Regions from separate parts of the Capsicum annuum genome. Here region 1 is linked to region 2. Evidence: chromatin contacts called from public Hi-C data. All regions are on one chromosome and are shown on one strand. The core of a region is the stretch at or near the end of the contact, and the rest is flanking DNA. Distances in the headings are between cores, read along the strand shown.

Region 1 (7,704 bases), core at 2,716-5,215, 390 kb after region 2:
TGATAGTGTGGGTTAAAGTTGATTTGGGATAAAGTGTTGAGTGGTGAGTCTAAGGAAGCCTCACTTGATTCAGATAGTGTTTTAAGGATTGGAGGTCGTGTTTATTTATAAAAATTAGGTGATTGGATTAGATTGATTTTGAAGGAGGCTCATTGTTTTAGGTATTCCATTCATGTAGGCGTGACAAAGATGTATTGTGATTTGAGGTAGCATTACCAATGGAGTGGTATGAGGAGGGATGTAACAGATTTTATAGCTCATTGCCTATATTGGCAACAGGTAAAGGCTGGGCATTTAAGGCCAGATAATTTGCTTCAGAGGTTACCTATTACCAAACAGAAATGGAAATGGATCACTATGTACTTCATGACTGGATTGCCTCGTACTTCTCCTGATTCTGATAGTGTATGGATCATAATGGATCGATTGAGCAAATCTGATCATTTTATTTCGATTTAGCTTTTTCCAATATTGATAGGTCAGCCCGTATCTATATTTGTGAGAATGTCATCTTCATGGTATGACAGTGTCTATCATCTCAGATAGAGGTTTAGTGTTCACATCTCACTTTTAGAAGAATTTTTATGACAAGTTAGGTACTCAGGTTAATCTTTTAGTATGAATTTCTATCCCCAGACTAATGGTCAGTCAAAGTGGACTATTCAGGTTTAGGAAGATATGCTCCACACTTATGTGATGGATTTTGGTGGTCTGTGGGAGCAATATTTAGCCTTGGCAGAGTTTACATATAATAATAACTATCATTTCTGTATTAATATAGCTTCTTTTAAGGCTATGTATGGTAGGCACTGTCGCTCTCTTATTTGTTGGTTGGAGGTTTCTGAGATTAGACCTCGAGGTAAAGACTTGCTTCGTGAGTCCTAAATAGAGTTTGGATTATTTAGGATAGGCTTCGAGCAAATCAGAGTAGGCACAAGTGTTATGCAGACTGTAGACTTTGTGCCTTGAGATTTGGGGTTAGTGATCGAGTTTTTCTTTGATTTTCTCTCAAGAAGGAGTGATGAGGCTCGAGCAGAGGGGAAATCTTAGGCCAGGTATATTCGCCTATTTGAGATTCTTCTGACTATTGGTGATGTGGCTTATGAGTTGTCCTTGTCCCTTGATTTATCAATTGTTTGTCTAGTTTATCAAGTGTTTATGCTTTGTCGTTACATTTCGGATAAGTCTCATGTCATTCATTAGGAGTCAGTTTAGTTAGATGAGAGATTGTCTTTTCCTGAAGAGCGTGTCTCCATCCTAGCTAGAGATGTTAGACTATTGCATTCTAGAGTTATTCCAATGGTTAAGGTTCAGTAGAAGCACTGACTTGTAGATGAGCTACTTGGAAGGTCAAGTCTGATATGCGTTGTTCCTACCCCTATCTCTTTGTTGGTTCAGGTATTTCTCTTGCTTTTAGTTCGAGGACGAACTAGATTTTTAGTGGTGGATGATGTAACAACCTTATTTTTTTGATAATTTTTGTGAAATATTTATTTCTATGTGATTTGATCATTTTATCCCTCTTCATAGTTGCTTTGTGGTATTTTTGGGGCGTGGTGATTATTGAAATGGTTTTTGATGTATTTTGTCATGATTCATGTGAAATTGTAATTTTTGATGATTTTGAGAGCCTTATAGTTAACTTCGGTGAACATTTATTGATATGTGAATTTTATGGCAAAAGGGACTATGCCAGCAGATCTGGAACGTTAATTTTAGGTTGGTAACTTGGTTGAAGTGGCTTTGTGGCTTTTAAATCTCATTTCGACCCCCCCGGTTCGAAAAGTTGTGAAATTGGATTTTAGGGGTCAACTTTGTGAAAATAATATATTTTTTAAAATCTTATATAATCATGGAGTCCAGAGTGTCGAATTTGATAGGGTTATTTCGTTTGCGTTCATGCTATTTCGGATGAATCCGAGGGGTCCGCGGAGACTTGGACCCTATATATACCCATGTTTCTCTTTTTTCCTCATTTTTGAGATTTGGAGCTTAGGGTTTCACACTTCTGAGAAATTTCTTTCATTTCTAAGCTTGGGTAAGCTTCTGAACACCTATTTCAACTACTTTACTTAAATTTTATCATCTAATTCTTATGTTAACGCGAATTAAAGTAAAAAATTAGAGATTTTGGCTCAGAAGGCCTAAAACTTGTATTTCTTCAATTCAAACCCCATTTTCAACCCCTTATCAATTGAGTAGGTTTCTAATCTTATAGTTATTTGCTTTCTCTCAGTTTTATCTTCAAAACAACTTCAGATTTTTTATTTCAAGAAGGATTTTTGAGAATTTGCCGATAAAACTTAAACTTAATTTTTCTCCAATTTGAACCTCATTTTAACTCATTTTTAAATTGGGTTTTCAATTATAGACTCCTACAAATATGGAAAATATGTTTCAAAGATAAAATTATGATTTTTCCTTCTTTTTCAAAAATCCATTTTGGGGGTCCATTTTAACCTCGACTTGAAAATAGGCAATATGAGTATCGTTGACTTTCTTTTAATGCATAGATTCAATATTTTTCATGTTTTATTTAATTTCGAGTCTGTTTGGGAGGATTAAAACTTCAGAGTGAAGGCTTGCGGACTAATTTTTGACATTCGAGGTAGGTTATGACCCTTGAATTTTTGAGTCGTGACAATTTCAAAATTCAAATAAATTTTATACATCTTTCAGATATTTTAATTTGATAACTATTATGATCTATATTATTTTTCATGAAATATTTAAATAATATATCTCAATTTATGTTGCACGAATAGAATTTTGAGTCAACCAAATTTTTTATATGGCTTCAAATAATTAAACTATTAGTTATTATAATTTGTAATACTTTTTATGTGATTTTCAAATATATAACAAATTTAAAATAAAGAAAAATAATTAAATTAAAATAAAAATATAAAATTATAAAAATGCTATCAGCCATAAGTAGGCAGCTAAAATCACACATGACAATAGTCAGTTACCTCCTGTTGCACTATCATATAATGCACTATCATATAATAGTATTATGACAATAGTCAGTTACCTCCTGTTGCACTATCATATAATGCACTATCATATAATAGTATTATGGCTTCCTGCATAAAACAAGTTTTCAGTTTTGAAATCAGCTTTGCTTCCGTTTCGCAGGTATTATCTAAAGTGTTTTATCCCCAAATCTCTGGGATTCTTCACTAAGATTTTCTAGTTGACAAGTGACAAATTGAAAGAAAAGAGGATAAAATATTTCCAAAGGATTTCCAGAGAATCCTCACATAGTTAAGACAGAATTGCAACATAAGTAGATGTGTTCTCGGAGAAACACATGCGACCAAACATGGATCAAAAACACTGTACATATACATCCATAGATTAGTCGACACTAATAGGGTGTTTGAATTGAGTTTTAAAAAGCATTTTCATTCGTTTCATTTTAGTTGATTATATTTCATATAAATTGAATGACAAATTTTATTATTTTATTTATTATCTATATTAATGATATTCATTGATCATACATCAATAAATATTGAAATTGTAATTGTTCACATTTAATATATAGTAGAAAATATATTGTATATATTAGAATAAAAAGAGTAATAATAATGGAGTTGAATAATAACTATTCCTAAGAAAGAAAAGATCTCGGCGCACGTTAAGTAATGCGTGCTAACTTGCGCCCAGATGTGATGGCAAGACGACGAAAAACAGCAGCAAAGCCACCGGCGCAACCGGAAAGTTCTGAGACTTCTGGGAAAGAACAACAAGAACGAATGATAACACCTGACTCTGGTTTACCCCACACTCTTGCCCAATTAAAATTGGGGAGTTGGTTACCAGGGAAGGAAAAGATTGACACCGTGATTCCAATGCTTGATGACGAAGCCAAAATCTCAAAGGATCGACCGGAAGACGGACCAGAAAGCTCAAACGCGGTGCGAAAGCTAAGCTTTGTTACACCACCTGTGGGGTGCAACTCTGCCACAGCCAGCAAAAAAAGTTCCGATTGCAGGTAATCGATAGATCCAAAGTGGCTTACAACTCACATACATTCCCCCTATGATGAAAGATGGCCGAAAAGTGGTACAAATTAGCTCAACGGAGGTGAAAGCTGAATGTAACAAATGGAAAAATGCTCTAATAGGACATGTAATGGGGGGTAATCCACGCTTTAAGGAGATTCTTAAATTTGTGTATAGTGTGTGGAACCATGTGGAAGTACCTAGGGTTTGAAAATGCTCTAATAGGACATGTAATGGGGGGTAATCCAAGCTTTAAGGAGATGCTTAGATTTGTGTATAGTGTGTGGAACTACGTGGAAGTACCTAGGGTTTATCATCACGGTGAGGGTTATTTCATATTCATATTTGATACAGCTGAAGATAAATCCCAAATTATGCAGAATGGCCCATATACATATAATAATAGACTGATGATTCTGAGGAATTTGGAGAAGAACTTCCAATTTATGCCTGAGATGCTGCGAATTGTTCCTCTTTGGGTTACACTACCAGGTTTTCTAGTCTATTATTGGTCGGAGGAGGATTTAAGTAGAACTGCTAGCTCAATTGGGAAGCCAATATTTGGTGATTAACTGACTACAGAGGTTGAGCGTATCTCATTTGCAAGACTCCTCATAGAATTGGATGTAACTCAAGATCTACCCACAGAAATCTATCTGGAAGAGTAAGGTTCGATCCAAATTCAACAAGTAGACTATGAATGGCATCCGGTAGTATGTACTGACTGTGGGAAGTGGGACCATGAACAAGGGGCCTGCAAGAAAGAAAGGAATGAACCAAGAGAAGAACTAGAGATACACAAACATCAAGCTCCAAGAAGAAGAAGATTCATACCTATGTGGCTACCTTGAAGTACCACTACAACTGTGACTACGCTGCAAAATAATAAGGAAGGTGGTAACACTGGTAAGAGCTTTGTATAGCCTAGTGGGAGTCAGCAAATCCAAAAGGAGATAAGGTAACAAAGAGAGCTATATCAGGTGAGCAAACTGTAGCACTAAGCAGAGTTAAAGCACCTGATTTAGGTGCTTTTAATGATAATAAGTGCCTGGAACATTAGAGGGATGAATAAACCCTTTAAGAGGAAAGAACTAAAAGCCTTTCTGCAAAAGTATAAGGTAGTTATAATAGGTGTGCTGGAAACAAGAATACAGGCTCACAATGCTGATAAAATAAAGCAAGTGTTTGGCAAGGATTGGAATATATATTTACAAATTACCCTACTACATTGAGTGGTAGGATATGGCTAATGTGGAAGGGAAATAAGGTCAAGGTTACAGTGATAGATACCGCTGCACAGTTAATGCATTGCAAAGTTGAAGATATAGACACTTCCTTTCATAGCAATATGACTTTTATATATGGATATAATACTATGGCTAAAAGAATGAGTCTGTGGAGTCATCTGAAATCCTTAGCCAGGCAATATAATGAACCTTGGATTATGCTAGGGGATTTCAATGCAGTATTAATGCACTCCGACAGACACAATGGAGAGCAGGTCATAACCCAACAAACTAAAGATTTTCAAGACTGCTTATGAGATAGAGATGGGCCAAATTTTGTGAAGGGGAGAAATATGACTTGGTGTAATAAACGAGATGGAGCGGCCAGAATTTATTCACACATTGACTGGGTGTTTGGAAACAGACACTGGTTCCAGTGCTACACTTACATAGAGGTAGAATATTTTTAACCGGGATATTCTGATCACTTACCAGTATTGCTGACTACTAAAGCCCAACATTCAGATTTAATAAAGCCATTTATATTACAAAATGTAATATTGTAGCAAGAGAAGTTCAAAAGTATGGTGCAAGATGTATGGGGTACGCATATACAAGGGCATGTAATATATACAATTTGGAGGAAGCTACATATATTAGGCCAAAAATCAAAGCAATTGCATCAAGAATACTCTACTATTAAGCAGAAATTGAACAAGTTCAGAACTCAACTACAAGATGTCCAATAGGAAATGAATATCGACTTGTTCAACCAACAACTGATCACTCAAGAAAGGATGTTACTACAAGAGCTGGATAAATGGGAGGAGGTACATGAAAGAGTGCTAAAGAAAAAGTCCAGAGCCACCTGGATTAAACATGGTGATAGAAACTCCAAATATTTCTTTGCTCATTTGAAGTCAAGGCAAGCAAGAAATATAATTGCTTCAATATATACTGAGCAAGGGGTGAAGCTCTCAGACCCTGCACTAGTCCAACAAGAGTTTCTCCAATTTTTTCAGAATCTATTGGGCACAATAGCACCTACCCTGCCTTGCATTGATTTGAGAGTAGAAAGAGATGGACCCTGCCTTACAATGCTCCAATAAGAACAATTGTTAACTCACGTTACTAGGCAAGATGTAGAACAAGCTCTGAAGAACCTCCCAATGCACAAAAACCCAGTTATTGATGGTTATAATGCTTAATTCATCAAGACTTATTGGCCTGTTATAGGAGAAGAAGTGACTGCGGGAATAGTCCAATTTTTTGAAAATGGCAAACTGCTGAAAGGTGTGAACAACACTACTATCACCCTACTCCCAAAAGTTCCTTTCCCAACTTATGTCAAAGAATATAGACCACCTTATATAAACTGATTGCAAAAATAATGACAGCTAGGATCAAAACAGTGGTTGATTTTCTTGTCAGTCCTACTCAGTCTTCCTTTATTAAAGGAAGAAGCGTCCTTGATAATGTGGTGATAGCTCATGAACTTGTTAAAGGGTAAAAACATAAGGGGATCTCTGCTAGATGCACAATCAAAGTTGACATTAGGAAAACTAATGATTCCATAGAGTGGCCATTTCTTAGGATGATACTATTAGAATTTGGTCTGCCAACCAAAATGGTTAACTTGATTATGGAATGTGTCACGACTGTCCAATACAATCTGTTAATTAATGGTGGATTGACTCCATAGATCCAAGCAAAGAAGGGAGTTAGGCAAAGAGCCCCATGTCTCCTTATTTATTTGTCCTAGATATGGAATACCTTCATAGAACCTTGCAACAATTGAAGTATAATCACAGTTCAATTACCATCTAAGGTGTGAAAAGTTAGGCATTATTCATATATATTTTGCTGATGACCTGCTAATGAGATGCAGGGCTGATGAGATATCAATCAAGTTGTTGTTCAATACATTCCAACAATTCTCTGAGGTGTCAGGTCTTCATGCCAATATGGAGAAAATCTCATTATATATTGCTAGGGTGGAAGATCACTTTAGAGACAAAATATTGGTAGACTTAGGATTATCCTTGGGTACCTTGCCTTTCAAGTACCTAGGAGTGCCTTTGTAGACCAAAAAGTTGTCTGTCCTGCAGTGTATGCCAATAATAGAGAAGATGATAGCAAGAATTAAATGTTGGTCCTCAAAACTGTTATCCTACAGTGGTAGACTACAGCTGGTGAGGAGTGTTCTATTTGAAATGCAAACGTATTGGGCTAGATTTTTCTTCCTAAGAAGATCCTAACACTTGTGACCACAATGTGTAGAACTTTCCTATGGGCGGGTAGTAATGAATGCTCAAAGAAAGATTTAGTTTCTTGGGAAACAATCTATATACCCAAAACAGCAGGTGGCTTAAATGCCATTGATCTCATCAGATGGAATAGGGCAGCAGTTTGCAAACTACTATGGGCAGTGGAACAAAAACAAGACAGGCTATGGGTGCGTTGGATCC
Region 2 (7,249 bases), core at 3,680-6,179:
AGGTTTTGAAACTCTATAAATAGAAGACCCCTTCTCATACCATAACACAATAACATCCACAATGTAGTCGTTATGAGTCTTGTTTAGGAGGAGATTTTTTTCAAATATTTTTTTTTATGTTTTTTTATATTAATTTTCAATATGTATGTCGCTTGACCAAATCCTATCAATAATATATTTTTAATATGTTTTTTTTTGTCGTCTAAATTATCACCACGATGGTTTGCAACTAATAACTTCTGCATGACACCCTCTCGATTTTGAACCCAATAAGTGGTATCAGAGCATATGATTCAATAGTCCAATGGTTCAGATTGAGGACATATTGAGATTAAAGTTACAATCAATTTGATGATAGCAAAAATATTTTATAAAAATAAATCTACATGTGGAGACAATTGTCAATCATATTTTCAACAATCTCGCTGTTATATATTTGAAAATAAAGCTCATTTTTAACCTTGCAAAGGGCTCTAATATTTTTTAACCCGAAAAGGCTCATATATTTTTAACCCAAGCGCTTCATTTTTAAACATGCCAAGCACCAGTGATGAAGATTATGTGAAAAACGAAAATCATGCATGCGAAGAAGATGGATCAAATTATGTCAAAAAAATCAAGTCAAAAGGGGAGATTTGTTAGGGTTTTTGTCTTAATTTTCTTACCAAAATTATGTTTTACTTTTCTTGAAAGAAAAATAAAAGTAATACCATAATTATTTTTTCTTTCCTGAAAGAAAAATATAAAATATTTTTATATTTGGCAAACCTATTTCTTGGAGGAAAGATTTTGAAACTTTATAAATAGAAGACCCTCCGTTCTCATACCATAACACAATAACACACACAATGTAGTCGTTATTAGTCTTGTTTAGGAGAATATTTTTTTCAAATAATTTTTTTAATGTTTTTTTATAATAGTTTTCAATATATTAGTCGTTTGACCAAATCCTATCAATAATATGTTTTTTAGTATATTTGGCTTTGTCGTCTGAATTATCACCACAATAATTTGCAACTAATAATTTCTGCATGACGTCCTCTCGATTTTGAACCTAATACGTTTTACCAGTCTTTCATTAGTTGAAAATTCCACTAATCAATTAACCTACATTTTAGAGGTTTTCCAGGACAACGAGAATCCAAGTGGTTCTGATCCTTAAATCATACATAGTAAATTTTTTTAATACATTTTGTGTTTTCACAATTTAAATGTTACAAATAGAGCTGTTAATATGGGCTGAACTAGCCCATTCAGGCTAATCCACATGGGCTTTGAAATTTGACGGGTCAGGTTGGGATGACCCATTAACATGACGGGCTAGAAAATAGCAAGTCCAACCTATCAGATTGTGGACTGTGGGCCTCCACCGGTCAGCCCACTTTTTAAAATATATGACTTTTATAATTTTAATTTTAAATTTTAATTTGTTAAAAACATAAATATTTACAACATAATGTTACATGAAGTTACTACTTGTTAATCATGTCTCAAATTTACAAAAAAAGAAAAACTAGTATTCTGTGAAATTAATAACTTTTGACACAAAATTAAACCCAAAATAGAGATGTTGAAAAACAAACGAAACTGTTAATGAGTAATAAGATAACTAGCTAAATAGCAATATTAACCTAATTTGGTTTTAATTGATCACAATAAAACACAAAGAAATGTTAATATTTAGTCCATTAAAAGTGAAAATAAACTCCTAAAAAAAAAAACTCACATGACATTTGTAGCGTGTTCAACATAGCCACATCATCTTCATCAAACATATTTAATTTCTTAAAAAAATTAGTACTTTATATTTTAATTATTTATATATTTTATAAACATATTTAATATTTAAATATTGATGATGGTTCAAATAGACTTTGAGTTTGAACTTTTTTTTTTATTTTTAGTACTCTATTCTATTTTTTAATCATTTTTTATTTGGCTCACGAGCCAACCCAACCCATATTGCTCAAGCCTCACGGGCTTATACTGACCGGACTAAAAAGCTCCGTTCTTAAACGGACTGTAAAAATCGTAGCCCAATCCTGACAATTTACGGGCTGAGCCGATCCAATGAGCCTAGCTATATTGACGACTCTAGTTACAAAAATAAATTAAATTGCACTTTCTTTCGCTCCTTTAATGACATATCTTTTACGAAGATATAAACATAAAAGAAATTAATTATATACACTAATAGTGTAATTTAACTTGTTATACAATATAAAGTGTGTTTGGTATGGAGGAAAATAGTTTTTGAAAAATGTTTTTTAGTTTTCTCATGTTTGGCTGGTTTAATGTTCCGAAAAATGTTTTTCAAATTAACTTATTTTCTTTAAATTTTAAAAAAATGACTTTCCTTCAAAAGTAAGTTAAATATTTTTCAAAATCCTCTTTCAACGTTACTCTCAAATTGAAATGTTCATACAACTCTCAAAATCACTCACCTTTACTCCGACCCCCAATTCCCCACCACCCTTTAATTCAAGAAAAATATTTAATGTTCTTAAAAGATATTTCAAAATTTTTTCTTACCTTATCCGCTACCCCGATCACCACCCCCTATCACCCCACCTCCAAAAAAAATATTTAATTTTTTTTTAAAAAAATTAAACTTTTTTCATACCCCACCTCTACCCGACCCCTCCACCCTTACCAGCCCACCGCCACCACCATGATAAAAAAAAATTAAAACTTATTTTTTTAACATAAATCAATTTTTTCTTACCCCACCATCATTTCCCTACTTTGACCCTCACCTCCTACTAGTTGTCCCTTTTTCCTAAAAAAAAATAAATATATTTTTATTTTTTTTAAAAAAATCAAAATTATTTTCTTATCCTACCCCTACTGCCTATTCTGACAACCTCCCACTTACCAGCCCCCTTCCGTCCAAAAAAAATTTTAAATTTTTTTTTTCTTATCCTACTCTTCTTACTCTATTCGTTCTCATGTTTTTTGTTATATATATACAAACACATTTAGAAAATACTTTTTTACCTGCATAACGAACACAAGAATATAAATAAGAAACAACTTATTTTCTTAAAAAAATATTTTTCTCCTTCATACTGAACACATCCTAAAAAAATATTTTTCGAGATCAAAAATTATTTTTTTTAAAAGTATTTTTCACTCTTAAGCTAAACACTAAATATAGTTTTTGAAAAGTACTTGTTCATCCATCAACTAAACATTAAAAAATAATTTTAAAAAAATATTTTTTATTTACCAATCAAACATAAAAAATTTTCGTGAAAAGTATTTTTCTTCGTACCAAACACACCCAATGTCTGTCCATTTTTCCAGTAACTAATTGTACTTGCTATAATCAATTACGAGTAGTTATTTTGTAGCTAGGTGACCATAAAACAAAACAAAAAACACTAGCATTTTTGGCTAAAGTTCCGTTTATTAAATTTTCATCATAAAAGTAGTTACTCCGAACAAAAAAATAAAAATAATATATATATATATATATATATATATAAAAGAAAGCCTTTATATATCCCAAGGCACAATTGTACAATCACTCTTTACTCTTGAGTGATTATATATATATCTATATATAAAAGAAAGCTTTTATAAATCCCAAGGCACAATTATACATTTAAAATTACATCTCTGCTAAACACTCTTTACTCGAGTATCACATAATACAAGCATACTCACCATATATAGTGTTAAAATTATATCTCAAAAAACAAATAAGAAGAGAAAATTAAGTGTCCCTAATCGTAGCAGTTACAATTAATGACAAGGTTTAAGGGGCTTCCCACAGAGGCAATCATTATAAGTAAAAGATGAAGCTTCAAGATGGTCGAACGGAGAACCTGCCGGAATCTGCCCACATAGGTGGTTGTGACTAACATCAAGGTGACCAATAAATGTTGCCGACGACATTGATTTTGGAATCCTTCCTTTTAACTTGTTGTGAGATAAATCCATTACCATAAAGTAGGATCTTTCATTAAATGAATCAGGAATGTACCCTTCAATAGCATTCTTGCTCAAGTTCAAAATGTTGATACGAGAATTAATCAGACTAGGTGGTATAGTACCAGAAATATTGTTACCATCAAGATTTAATGTTGCAAGTACGTGCATATTTCCGAGAGATGGAGGTATGCTACCAGAGAGCTTGTTCAAAGAAAGATCCAAATCAGAAAGCCTATAGATATAAGAAATGGAGTATGGTATACGACCTGTTAACCTGTTTCGACTTAGTAAAGCTCGACTTAGCATCCTTAATTTCCCGAAATTTGTTGGTAACGTTCCGTATAAGCTGTTGTTTCGGAGATCTAAATGCATTAAAGATGATAAATTGGTTAAGGAACGAGGGAACCAACCAGAAAGTCTGTTCTCGGCTACGTTTAACACGGTGAGTCGACTCAATCGACCTATGTCAGAGGGGATTGGTCCGGTGAGCTTGTTCCCAACCAGGTCGATGATACGTAGAAATGGTAAGGACGTGACACATGATGGTATAGGTCCAGTAATGCCCTGCCAATCAGCAATAGTAAGGCTTGATAGCCTTTCTAGATTACATATAGCTGGAGAGATCGTTCCGGTCATGTAACCGGTCCGATGAGCTTTTTCAAAGAGCGGATCCTCTGATTCTCCTCGGAGGTTGATGTCAGCGACCTTGTGAGTTATGGGATCACAACTCACCCCGTACCATTCATGGCAACAGTCGTAACCTTGCCATGAATTGAAAATTCCCAAGTGAGGTTCATTCAGGGCAGCTCGGAAAGCTAATAATGCTGCCCGATCAGATGGCGGGCAGGCATGAACGGCTGAGATTATGCCAACAAGTATAGCAATGTACAAGAAGCTGCCCATTCTGACGGATTTTTGTTTCTCTCTCTAAAATTCAGTCACTCTCTTTTTGAAGATAGTTTTGCATGTGGATTCTAACTTCATGCACTTTGAAAAGAGTGACACCAGGCTTTATATAGTACATACAGTAAAGAGTTCCTTTGTTCTGACGATTTTGCCCCTCACGTGTGGTGTATCATTTTGCGTTAACAAGTCAACATGCGTAGGGATAAAGATTGAGACGTGAGCCAAAATAAAATAAAAAATAAAATGGGAATTATTAATTAGGTGAAGGTGTTGAGAAATGGCTAGGTGTTGCACCACGTGGCCAGTAATCATTCAAGTTCCTGGAAATGAAAAAATTGAAGAACAAAAATATTAGAGCTTGAAAAAGAACAGTTTCCACTAAAATCAATACTTGTGTTAGTTCGATATATCAAACAATGAAAATATGAATAATTACAGAGATAAGAGAAGATGTTTTTTTCCTTTTTTTGGAAGTGTGCTCGAAGTGTACGAGCTAAGCATATCTTTCATCAAAAAAGTTTAATTGTAAACTAGCCTCAAACATAACACTAATCCTTGAAAATGTAGAAAAGATTATGGAGTGTGAGAGATATAATGGAGTGACAACGCCCAAGCACAAACGCAAGTGTACGTGATCTGAAGATGTTTTTTTCCTTTTTTGGAAGTGTGCTCGAAGTGTCTACGAGCTAAGCATATCTTTCATCAAAAAAGTTTAATTGTAAACTAGCCTCAAACATAACACTAATCCTTGAAAATGTAGAAAAGATTATGGAGTGTGAGAGATATAATGTAGTGACAGCGCCCAAGCACAAACGCAAGTGTACGTGGTCTACCAAGTAATATAGTGGCCTTAAAGAAAGCTGAATATCGATCCCACTGAAACTTGTTCTAACAACTATTCGAATTCAGTTCACAATTTAGATTAAATTGATGCGATAGTATCCAAAAGAGAGTTTTGAATATTTGTAAACTAAGGTAAAGTAAACAATGCATAAAATAAAGGTCTTGAGACAATCAATAGGAGAAAAACCCAAGGTTAACTCACTTCGAACAATCATACTATGTTATTGAACTTTATCCGTTAACTTGCTTATCTTGGTTGTTGATTCGTTGGGTTAGTCGCCATGATCACGGTATCCCGACCTCTAATCGTTTACCTAACTTGGACATTACAAATACACAATTGAGCGGGGATGTAATAATCCAATTAAGTTCTTAAAGCTATCATCCTACATGTGAATCAAGTAAGGCTTCTAGGTACATCTCTGTCCTAGATGCTAATTCGAATTCATTATTTCATAAAAGAATACGAACCCTACTTTGTTTATCCCCACGTTCTATCTTTCTATTCCCTCTCCTGAGATCACAAGGTTGGCAATTGATGTATTCTAAGGGTGATCAATCCTCAAAATAGTTAAATCAAGAATAAACAAACAACCAATAATGACAAGCAAATCAAATAAAATCAATTCAAAATAACAGTCTTCATGTTCTTAGCTTTAAACCCGGAAAAGGAGTGCTTTGCCACTCATAGTCATAATCATTATCCAAATAATTGTATGAATGATAAAAAACATAAAGATGCTAAATTAAAGTAATTAAAACCTAAAAACAAAGTTGCAGAAGCCCTTTAATTGTCCAAGACGTCCAAAAGATACCCAACAAAAGTGTTTAAGGTCATGTATTTATAGTAAAAAGGCAATTGCTGTATGGGATTAAGGAGGCGTCGCTCGTTCTAGAGCATAGGAATAGAGGTGACGTCGCTTGCTATATTGCATCGCTCCACATAAGGCTTAGCCTGCCTTAGAGCACCGCTATAGAGGGGGCTGTACCTGCTATATTGCACCTCAATGGCTGGGGCGACGCATGCTTATCGCGGGCAGCCATTGGAATTTGCCATCCAAATTTTGGTTGACTCTTCATCGTTTAATCTTTCATCCCTTATCTTGTGGTGTATTTTCAATGGATTTTCAGCCTTTATATCATCAATATATCTCCATATTTATCTCACAAAGCTTCCTACATAATCACACACCACAGATTAGAGATAATAACAACATAATATCCATAACAATGAATCAAAACAAGAGCTAAGACTAGGCTAGTTCATGTTGATTTTCAACTTATTATTCCGCCTCTACACTTAATCAAATTGAACTTTGCACATCACCAACAAGTTGTTCCAAATATAATAACATATTTAAACCATTTGAAACTCATTAAACTCATTAGAATTCTATGAAACTAACTAGACACTCACCTAGCTTAAGATAGTAAAACTAGTTATCTCGATTGAACTCTAAATGACTCAATTAAGTACAACTTGTTGGAAAATAGTTTTAACCATTGTAATCATGTCCTTGAACACTTATATGCTTCTTTCTATCATAATTAACACATTAAGCAC

Evidence for each region. Hi-C and Micro-C count contacts between places; a contact is called where the count stands out from the background.
Region 1: a Hi-C map of leaf shows a contact between it and region 2, with 2.4 times the contacts expected there. The contact joins the enhancer-like site here to the promoter of LOC107848414 in region 2. A contact is called at or near these places in 2 of 5 Hi-C or Micro-C datasets (leaf and placenta).

Annotation. Positions count from the first base shown.
Region 1 is chr11:147,749,451-147,757,154 of UCD10Xv1.1, forward strand. No RefSeq gene overlaps it. Among protein-coding and RNA genes, the nearest start is that of LOC124889200, 110 kb to the right of the region's middle. Within about 2 kb of position 3,966, at least 4 of the 5 cell types and tissues checked have an H3K27ac peak or open chromatin away from gene starts, as enhancers often do. A contact at or near this core is called in leaf, where this site is marked.
Region 2 is chr11:147,355,083-147,362,331 of UCD10Xv1.1, forward strand. LOC107848414 (DNA damage-repair/toleration protein DRT100) reads right to left here and starts at 4,930. Exons shown (of 1, transcript XM_016693179.2): 1 at 3,563-4,930. The coding sequence starts at 4,839. The coding sequence ends at 3,748.